Linked DNA regions of Mus musculus: regions 2 and 3 are each linked to region 1. A link is a contact called in public HiCAR-type and Micro-C data. All regions are on one chromosome and are shown on one strand. The core of a region is the stretch at or near the end of the contact, and the rest is flanking DNA. Distances in the headings are between cores, read along the strand shown. Region 1 holds the start of Gpr20 (G protein-coupled receptor 20). Region 2 overlaps Adgrb1 (adhesion G protein-coupled receptor B1). Region 3 holds the start of Ago2 (argonaute RISC catalytic subunit 2).

What was found. A called contact is a pair of places that touch in the nucleus more often than the background predicts. HiCAR-type assays count read pairs that join an accessible place to other places.
Region 2: a HiCAR-type map of embryonic stem cells shows a contact between it and region 1, with 9 times the contacts expected there. The contact joins the enhancer-like site here to the promoter of Gpr20 in region 1. A contact is called at or near these places in 11 of 39 promoter capture datasets (the 3T3-L1 cell line, 3T3-L1-derived adipocytes, embryonic stem cells and 6 more), 1 of 15 datasets of contacts at CTCF or cohesin (large pre-B cells), 20 of 484 Hi-C or Micro-C datasets (the AML12 cell line, B cells, the HL-1 cell line and 14 more) and 8 of 115 datasets of contacts at active chromatin or transcription factors (embryonic basal ganglia, embryonic forebrain, embryonic hindbrain and 4 more).
Region 3: a contact with region 1 is called in a Micro-C map of embryonic stem cells, with 2.3 times the contacts expected there. The contact joins the promoter of Ago2 here to the promoter of Gpr20 in region 1. A contact is called at or near these places in 1 of 39 promoter capture datasets (pre-B cells), 1 of 484 Hi-C or Micro-C datasets (embryonic stem cells) and 1 of 115 datasets of contacts at active chromatin or transcription factors (bone marrow-derived macrophages).

What each region holds. Positions count from the first base shown.
Region 1 is chr15:73,705,738-73,709,021 of GRCm38.p6, reverse strand. Gpr20 (G protein-coupled receptor 20) reads left to right here and starts at 1,517. Exons shown (of 2, transcript NM_173365.2): 1 at 1,517-1,701.
Region 2 is chr15:74,529,555-74,532,838 of GRCm38.p6, reverse strand. Adgrb1 (adhesion G protein-coupled receptor B1) reads right to left here. Exons shown (of 31, transcript NM_174991.3): 2 at 2,899-3,284. Among named protein-coding and RNA genes, the nearest start is that of Adgrb1, 15 kb to the right of the region's middle. Within about 2 kb of position 1,613, at least 10 of the 459 cell types and tissues checked have an H3K27ac peak or open chromatin away from gene starts, as enhancers often do. A contact at or near this core is called in embryonic stem cells, where this site is marked.
Region 3 is chr15:73,183,226-73,186,509 of GRCm38.p6, reverse strand. Ago2 (argonaute RISC catalytic subunit 2) reads left to right here and starts at 1,563. Exons shown (of 19, transcript NM_153178.4): 1 at 1,563-1,749. The coding sequence starts at 1,728.

The sequences.
Region 1 (3,284 bases), core at 268-2,767:
TCACACATCAGCCATCTCCGTTCTCCAGCCTCCCCTTGCACCCACCCATGCACCTGGCCTGTCACTTATGACCTGTGCACCTTGTCACCCCTCGGACATAGTCCAGCAAGCACAGCAGCAGCCAAGAGCCCCACTGAGGCTGTAGACTTATGCCTCAGGACTGCCCTGGCCCCTGAGCCTCAGCGCCACCCTTCTCCTCAGGTCTGTATACCCTGCCAAGTGATAGGACAGGACCCACCCAGGTGCTTCCTGGAGGTGGAAGGGCATGAAGGAGTAAAAGCCAGCACAGCCCTTCCTGTGTTGTTCCAACGTGGAGTCAGGGCAGGGATAGGAACTATGCATCCAGGCTATAGGCACCGCGTATCCCAGGCATTGAAAGTCTCAGCTACTGGCTGAGTGTAGAAGGAACGGGTGGGCACTGATCCCTAGGCAAGGACCATGGCTTTCTGGACCCACCTCTGGGCAGCGTGTGAAACGTGAGCTCCTCCAAGCTCCAGCCCTTTACTTGCCTGCCAGTGACTTTGAAGCCCTACCTAGCCCTCAGCCCCGCAGCCTAACAGAAGCCTAAAACCTTCCCTCCAGGACCAGAAGTCGCTGCTGACCTAGGGGAGGTGGTCTGGCAAGCCATGGGCTCCTGCCTAGGGTTCAGTTTGCCCCAGTGGGAAAGATACAACAAGATTCTATGAATATTATGATGGGTGGAGACCAAGGCTGGGAGATTACACCCCTCTTCTAGAACCTTCTGTTCCCTTAGGATCAAAGCCACCACTGGAGCCTCTAAGGGCTGCTAAGACTCTGTGTGCAAGTGACCACTCCCTCCCAGCTTCATAGCTCTGCAGACTACGCAGCTGACCCTACCAAGATGGCTTCCCCTTCCTCTACCCATCCAGGCAGCCCCGTCCTGTGGCACCTCCCTCTATCCACTCCGGAACCCTGCCCTCACTTCTCATCTGGGCTGGCTGGATCTGTCACTAGGCACCCACTTCTTCCTCTACTGTTTCTCACACCCAGTGTGAGCTCTGAGGGCCCGGGGGGTCTCCTGCACACAGCCCTCCCTGGTCATCGATGTCAGAATGGCTGTTGAGTGGATGCTCGAGAAAGCACTGTGGTATGACTGAAGTGGATGACAGACATGAAGAGCAGAGGGCTAGAGGGAACTCCTGGCAGAGCAAACAGCCCTGCACAGCCTCAGCCCCAGAGACATTCAGCCCTTGCTGACCAGAGACCATCCTCTGCCAGCTGTCTGTGGTTACACCTGCCTGGATGTCCTAAGCCCCTGGCTGCTGCGACTGGACGGGACCCACCCAGCAGATCTTTCTTCTCAGAAACTGGCCGAGCTGTTCTAAGACAACCCATAGCCTTGGGCCAGAAGCCAACCCTGCCCCCCTCCACTCTTCCTGGTCCGAACAGCTGTGGCTCACCCCTCTGTCTAGGGAAGGTGTGGTATCTCCGACCCCACCACCACCCCTCTCCCGCCCCCAGGCTCCCTCCACCCCAACCCCGCCCCCCTTCCTCTAGGCAGCCAGGCCAGCAGGGGTTGGGAGGGAGACCGCTCCGCCCCCACCCCTCCCACCCCTCTGCCTGTGTCCAAAAGCAGCTGGCTGGCCTGACGTCAGGCCCTGGGAAGGCACTGTCTGTGGGTCCACAGACCTAGAGCTTCAGGGGACAGGCTCATCCCAGAGGAAGGTGCGGCAAGAGCGGGTGAGTTCCCCAGGCACTGCTGCCTCCTGCACCCCTGTGCACAGAGCGGGCTATTCGTATTGCCCAGTTGGGTGACTTAGGAAGAAGAGAGGGGGTGAGAAACAGGACCAAGAAGCAAGCCCAGTTCACAGCCCTCTGCCACAGAGACAGTCGCAGAGATGTAAAGAGTTTGGAGGGGAGAGGGGCAGAAGTGGCACCCTCCCTGCCCCGTGGGGTTGCTCTCTATTCTCCCAGTGACCCTCACCCACCTTGCCCACTCTGGATTTCATTCATGAAACCGATCACACACTTGCGCATCCGCTGCTGAGTCCAAAGCCAAGGGCTCAGTTTCCTCTCCTGTCCAGGAAGGCACTTGGGATGGTCCCACAGACCAGGCAAACAGCATTTGATGAGCTCTGGGTCCCTAACCACTAGCACCAGGAGGGGACAAGGCTTGGAAAAGCATCCACTTTCTCTACAAGGAACCACATCTGCCCACCCCTGGCTCAAGGTCTCTGCCCTAGTCCAGGTCCTTCCTCTACCTCTTTGGGAGTGGGGAAACTGAGGCCCATTGCTGGATTTTCTGCTCAGCCCGCAACAGGACCCCCAAGCTGATGCTTCCGGACTGAGCTTCCCTGGTGTAGCTGCCCTGTGAGAAGGCTGTAGAGCAGGGTCCCGAGGGGGCTGGCTGGCTGGGAACTGGCTGGTGGCCAGAGTGGCTGGCGGGGGCAGGCTGTGGAGCAGCTGGGTAGCCTCAGGCAGGACGGAGACAGAGGCTGGTGGAGGGAAAGCATAGCCCGCAGAGGTTACCTGCCTTTGCCTGCCTCTGTGTGCTGCCCCAGAGCAACAGGCTGCCAGGGGGTTGCCTGGCTGTGTGTCTGCTGAGTAGGTCTTTCTGCAAGCACGGTGGGAACAAAGGGAGCTGTGCTTCCTCCTGGGATTCTTCAGGGGATTTCTTCAAACCTGTACAAGATAGTGTGAGATGGGGTTGGCTATGGGGTCTTTCCTGTTTGTTGCTTGTTTTGTGGTAAGGCCTCAATCTACATCCCAGGCTGCCCTGAAACTCTATTAGCTTGATGTCTTCATAGCTTAGGTTGCAGTGTTCTTCCTGAGTCAGCTTTCAAGGGCTGGCTTTAGAGAGTGTGTGCATCAGACCCATTTCCAGTGGGTTTGGGGGGTAGGGGTTGTTTTGTGTTCCTTGGTTTGGTTGGTTGGTTGGTTGGTTGGTTGGTTGGTTGATTGGTTGGTTATAGTTCTTGAGACAGGATCTCCTGTAGCCCAGGCTCACTGTGTTACTCAGACCTCAAACTCACAGTAATCCCCCTGCTTCTACCTCCCAAATTCGGATATTGCACTCTCACTAGCTCCAGTCCAGCCAGATACCACGCAAATAAAAACAGGGAGGCAAATGAACAAGACACTGCCACACAGAACGGAACACAAACTAGGGAAGGTGATTGTCCCAGCCACGCCCTCGAAGGAGGTGAAGCAGGTCCAAAGATGTCTGAGTAAGATTCCTTCCATAGGTCTAGTCAAAACCAAGGCAACAGTGTACCTAGGTTGCCCCAGCTCTCCACTGCATATTGGACCACACAGTGACTACC
Region 2 (3,284 bases), core at 364-2,863, 820 kb before region 1:
TCACCATGCACACACAAGCCTACATGCTCAGTGCTGGGTACATACATACCTGGCATATATACATACACCCACAGACACATATACAGTTACAATGTGCTGCATAAACACCCACATGTTCACACATGTACACATACAAATTTTTTGGCGTATTACTAGGAGTCTGCCTAGCAATAAACAAAGACATATGTGGGCTCACACAATGCTGGCATACATACATGAGAGTATACATATATAAATGCAAGACACTGCAAACACAATAATCAAACCGGTATACCCACTGGGTTTTCATGTGTTATACATGTGAACATGTGATTACATGAACACATATGTGCAAAATACACTATATATGTATTCATATATGGGTGTAGCCACCATACACATATGTATGCATGTACATATGTGTGCACAAAGTACACCCTACCATACACACATGTACAATTCATATATGTACATTCATGCACACACACCTCCTCCCACTTGCCTCTGAGTACTACCTGCCAACACTGTCAGAATCCATATACTGACCTGATGCTCAAACTGCCCAAGTTCAACCTGAACACACCCCTGCCTCTGTCTGCCTCTGCTCCTAGGTCCCCAGAGTGGGCCTAGCAATAAACAAGAACACCAACCCTTCGCCATTGGCTGCTTCACCCCACTCTTACCCTCACAGAGACAGAAGAAGGCATTCTCAGGCCCCCAGAGAGGAGAACTGAGGGGCTGGGCTGGCCTAGAAACACAGGTGAGCCAGGGTCAGACCCAAGACTCCAAAGTGGGGTTCCAAGGCCGATGTTCTAGCCTGGGCCTGTACACATTCACCAGGGGCCAGGGCTATGCTCACATACCCTACGACCTGGGTCACACACGTCTCAGCCTCGAGTTCTACTCTGCCCTTAGAATCGTCCTTAAGCTGCATCTGCAGTCCTGCTTCCTCTGTCCCACATGGATGTCCTCATTCCTGATGGGGCCAGGCTTGCTCTTCCTGCCTCCACACCCTTTTATCCACAGTCCATCAGTTGCACCAAACCTCTCCTCCTCCTCCTCCCTCCTCCTTCCCACTGCAAATGACCAGGCCAACACCAGCCACCTCCCCATCCAGGCTCCTGTGAGGAGTCCCGGTACCTCACTCCTTTGCACCAAGCCCTCCCAAAGTCCTTCTGTTCTCAAGGTCATGTAAACACTCCACAGAGAAACCTGGCCACTTCACGGCTCCCGCAGCAAAGGCATTCACATACTCATTCCTCAGGAAATAAATGCAGCTACACACTGCCCCCGGCCCCATAGCACACAAGCACCTCCATTTGGTGCCTCCAGCATCTATCATGCCAGCCCTGAAGGCCTTGGCTGCTGGCAGCTGGGCCAAGGGGTTTAGAGCAACATCCAGCAGCTCCCTGGCACAGTAGCTGCCCCAGTATTCCACTGAGGTCAGGCTGCTGCCCAGGGGGTGTGACTGTGGCCCCAGTCAGAAACAAATAAAAATCAAGTGGTGATGCAACCCCAAGAATTGTTTTGCAGATGTAGGAACCAATGCTCACGGTGGTTAAATGATGGGGAGTGGCAGAGTATGGTACATGGCCAGGTCTGCTTGTGACAGCTGGCCCCATCCTCCTGCATCTTCCCACCCCATCTCTCTATTCTTCCAGGGTTCCCTTTGGTCTCACTCCCATTCCTGTCACACAATGAAACCCGCCTTTGTCAAGGTCACAATGACCTCCAGCCTAAACGGCAGGAAGGCTGGTCCTCCACCCTTTCTTCCCATCACAATGACAGAATGTTCAGAATTTCGTCTGAGGACCCTGAAGAGGTCGCCTCAGCCTAGGTCTCACAGAGATCCAGACCTGGGACCTGTCATAGGGCCTTGACCAGAAATGTGCCTGGGGTTAGAAAATTCCTTTGCAGCCTGAATGGCCTTGTGGCCTCTGAAACGCTTAAGGCTGAGGGATGCCCTACGGGCGTCAGCATTTCACTCTAGATCTCCTGGCATCAGGTTCTCAGTCAGGCCTTGCCTTGGCCCTACACACCATCAATGAATAGACTTGTCTTCCTATTCCCCAATGTCCCCTTGATGTTGACTCAGCTCGTTTCTCCAGCTCAAATCTTGGACAGCCCTACCTCTGCTATCCTCCAGGTCACACAGCAGGCAGGGCCTACCTCTTGTTACAGATACGACACTCATAAAGATACACTGTTAGCACCATGACCAGTCATCAACCCCTTGCATCCCCATCAGGCCTGGACCCTGCCATCCTGAGGCCATTGTCCTCAGGTCTCCAGCCCATGAGTAAAGGTAATGGTTTTCTCAACACTGGGTTTCTGGGTGTCCTTGATACCCTGGTTCTGCCTGGGATGGCTACATACTGTTGGGTAGTGTGTCTTCTTCCTGTGGTCACTGGCCAAGGATGGCATTGTGTCCCTGCTCTCACTATCACACCTCAGTGGCAGCTGCTATAGACATGCTACACTGAGCCCCAAAACCTTACCTCCTGGCAACAGCCCTGTGAGTACTCTGTCTATGCGTGCTCCCATGCGCCACCCTGGGGAGGTGCTGACCTCCACTTTAGTCCCCAGACACCAGGTACTGTACCCTAGGGATGCTGGAAAATGTCGTTGTTGAAGATTAGTGTGCTCCCATGTGGAAGATTTAAACCGAGGAAGTGGCTTGAGGAAACTGGCTACGGATCCTTTCTTCCCTCCCTCACTCACATGCCACGCCCTATGTGGGCTGGGCTTTCTATCCTGGGAACGAAGAGCCATTGGCAATTTGAATTCTACACATGGTCTCTCAACCCGGATGACAAAAGAGTTGCCCCGAACAGACCCCAGCCTCGGGGACTGCACTCTCCCTCACGCTCTCATTTCATCTGCTGCAGAACTGTACAAGGTTCTCTGGATTCCACTCACCTGCTGAGCCGTGCCCACCCCGGTCCTGGGTCAGGCTGGTGAGGCAGTTCTCAGGGCCACCAGCTACGCCGTCCCTCAAGCAGACGTCCCCACGGGGGACCAAGGGGCTGGAAGCAGGGTCTCCAACATCTCCACCCAGGCAGGCGCAGGGAGTCTGCATGATGCCACAGGGGTGTGAGCTGCGGCTGCCGGCTAGACAGGCATCCAGCCAGCGACACAGCATCTGACAGGCAGCATGGCTGGGGTTGCGATTGCCCACCACCAGGTACTCCACGGAGAAGTCGTCACTAGAGCTGGGGAACTCGCCCTGGGGTCCGAGGTCACCGTCTTGGGGTGGCTGTTGGCGTTGCATCTGTAGAAACTGTTTGCTGGCCTGTAGAAAGGCG
Region 3 (3,284 bases), core at 314-2,813, 520 kb after region 1:
CTCCACTCTAGAGGGAGCGCGCACGGTGTCCATCTTCGCTGTGATCCCTGTGATGAGCAGCAAGGCCCACAGTACCCAGGCTTCCCTGTGCTCAGAAACACGTGTGTAATCATGCGCAGAGATATATATATATTTTTGGTGGCGTTGAACCCAGGGCTTCTTGATGCCTGGCAATTTACCTACTTCATGTTCCCCAAAACGACTTCATGACTTTGGGGGTAGGATGTCAGTGCTGGGAGCAGACCCAACGTCAGTGCTCCACTGCTGAGTGAAGTCTAACACCGCCTCCCGCCGAACACCACCTCCCCCCCCCCCCCACCTCACCGCATCCCCATTAGTTCTGTGTTACCCTGACTGGTTCTGAGCCAAGATGACTCCTGAGTTCAGCAAATCCTGTCTCCATCCCTAAAGTACCAAAGTATTGGTACCGCAAGGGCTAGGTATGATTGATTACCCATTTGTGTCAATCACTTGGGAGAGGGGTGGGGGCAAGTCTTTCTTCTATGTATCCTAGACTAGATTTACGGTTGCCATCCGCCTCCCTCGACTTCTGGCTAGCTGGAATGGCAGCCCTGCAATGCTGTGTCTAGTTTCCTCCTCCTCCTCCTTTATTGGAAGGAGAGCTGCTTTTCTTGTTCCTGGGACTATCTTTGAGCACTACACAGAATATGGAGCCTACCCCGATCCTGGGGTCCCTGCAGTAGGACCCTGTTTGTCTTTGGCCTGGGTTCTCAGTATGGGCTTTGAAGACATTGCAAAGCCTGCAGGGCGAGGCAGGAGCTGACACACCCGCCTCTTCTATAGAAAGGTTCCAGAGGCAGCTGGACAGGACTAGGAGCACACGCCAGCAACAAGTGAAGAAGGGACATACGTGCACAGAGCATGCTGGTCTAGCAGGCCTCAGAGCAGAACTTGGGGGCTCGGAGGCCAGAAAGCGGGAAGCCCCGACCAGATCTGCTCCCTGACAGCTGATAAAATTTAATCCTGAACTTGCTGGGCTTCCTTGGTGCTTTGCTAGGATTATCTAGGTTGTGGAGTCGCGCCGGGAGGTGGCGGTGTGGTCACGCGCACGGGTCTGGCCGCGTCCAAGTTCAAGCTCTGGGTGGGGAGCTAGCTTCCCGTCGCCGTTTCGTTAATAACTTAAAGAGCCAGGCCGAGGTGCAGGGGCGGGTGCGTGGCGGGACGCGGCCGAGGCTCTGCCACTCGGCGCGGGAGGACTCCGACTCTGGTCGCAGTGCCGGGCTGGCCGCGCCCGGAAACCAGACGTCGCCTCGCTCGGCCGCAGGGAAGGTCTCGGCTCGCGTGCCCTGGGTCGCTTCTGGGGTCCCTCATTCAGGGCAAGCACGCGGGGGGCCGCCACAGCGAGTCCCCCCCCCCCCATCCCGCCGGCGCGCGCCGCCTCCAGCCTCCTCCCCTGCCCCCCTCTCTCCCTGCCACCTTCCCTCCTCCCCGCCTCCTCCCTCCCCGCTGTCCCCTCCTTCCCTCCCTCCCCGCCGTCCCCTCCCTCGTCGTCCCTCTCGCCCCTCCTCCTCCCCTCCCTCCTCCCGCTCCCCTCCCCCTCCGCTCCCGCCGCCTCCGCCCGCCGCCCCGGCCGCGTCGGGTAAACCTGTTCTGCGAGGCGGCCGCGCCGGGGCGGATCGAGCGGCCGGCGGCTCCTCGCGGCTCGCGGCGTCGGGGCCCGTGGAGCGCGCGGCCGGCCCTCGGCCGCGGCCCTCGGCAACGCCACCATGTACTCGGGAGCCGGCCCCGGTGAGTCCGCGCGGCGCCCGGCACTCGTGCCGCGGCGGTTGGCGGTTGGCGGGCGGGGCAGGCGAGGGCGGCGGGGCCTGTGGGGCCGCGGCGTAGCCTCGGGGCGGCCGGGCAGGGCCTCGGGGCCGGGAGGCCCAGTGCACCCGAGCAGCGCCACCGGGACGTGTGCGGGGGCCCAGGCTCGGCCTGCAACGGGTCTCCGTCCTCCCGCAGCGCTCCTCCCGCCGTTCCCGAGCGCATAGCTGTGGGGCCCAGCACGGCGGGCCTGGGGCGGGGAGCTGGACGGGTCGGGAACCGAACCACGGGGCCCCGGGACCGCGATCGGTCGCTTGGACGCAGTTTCACGCCGGGCAGCCGCCCTCCCCATTCAAGTGCTAATCGCCCTGCGATTTCCTAGCGGAGCGGGTGGCCGCCGTGGCACCCCTTTCCCACCAGCGTGCCCGTTTCTCTGGAAAAGTTCCAGAAAACTTAAAAACACGGACGCATTTCCCCACCCCGCTCCTGGAGCCGAGCGGAGGGCGGTTTACTCGCGGGGTTGAGAAAACAAGTGTTGGGGAGGCTTTTTCGCCTTCTCCCGCCAGGCACGTGGCTCCATTTCCCGGCTGCCCCGCCGCTTGCTCGGGCTCAGCCTGCACCCCTTTGTCCGCCAGGCTGTACTTGGCGCCCGCGGGCCCTCCCTGCTGCCCACCTGACCTAGTGGTTCGGCCCTGGGGCCTCCCCAGACTTCTTCACTGTGGGGTCTGGAAGCCTCCCAGATCCTCCCGGGTTCCCTATGGTGCCTGCTCCGGAGCCTAGTGCGCCTCCGCTCCTGATGTCACAGGGCTCCTCGAATGCCCACTGACCAACTTGTAAATGCGTTAAAAGGCTTCCCAACGATTTGAAGACCCTTTTAACCTTGCGCTTGGGAGGTGCCCGGGTCCTAGGGACAGATGTTGGGGCCTGGAGGTCCCTGCGAAATGGCCAGCGGCAGCCTCCTGCCAGATTGGGAACCCCCCCCCCACCCCCACCCCCCAGCTCAGCGCTGTGGAGGAACCCAGCAAATCTTAGCTCCAAATTTGTACGTTTTCCCAATGTGTCAATTTCTAGTGACTTCCTCGGGGACGAGGCCAGGCTTTCGTCAATTTCGCGTGTTGATTGATCCCTTCAGCTTGCCACAGTGGGTCTTTCTTGAAGACGCTGGACAGTGGAGGCTCAGAGAGGTTTAACATCCGGGAGCCAGCAAGCATTAGGGCAACCTGTTTGAGCACTCCCCTCTAGAAGTGGTTCCCAGTCCCTTTGACCTTGACCCGCTGTTGGAAGTACTGGTTTGGTGTGGATTAGACCAGTGAGCTCTTTGCTAGGGTGGAAGTAAGAGCCTACTGTGTGTTCTGCAAGGGGAGCTTTGTTGCCTTTAAAAAAAAGAGAGAATGCGGTAGCAACCGGTTCATTTTGGTCACTGGCAGCTTTGAAGATGGCTGCTGCGTGGGCCTCCGCATTGTGGCCTAAGAGGGAGACAGTCCCCTCTAACCAAGAAGGCCTTGGGTGAGAAAAGAGAT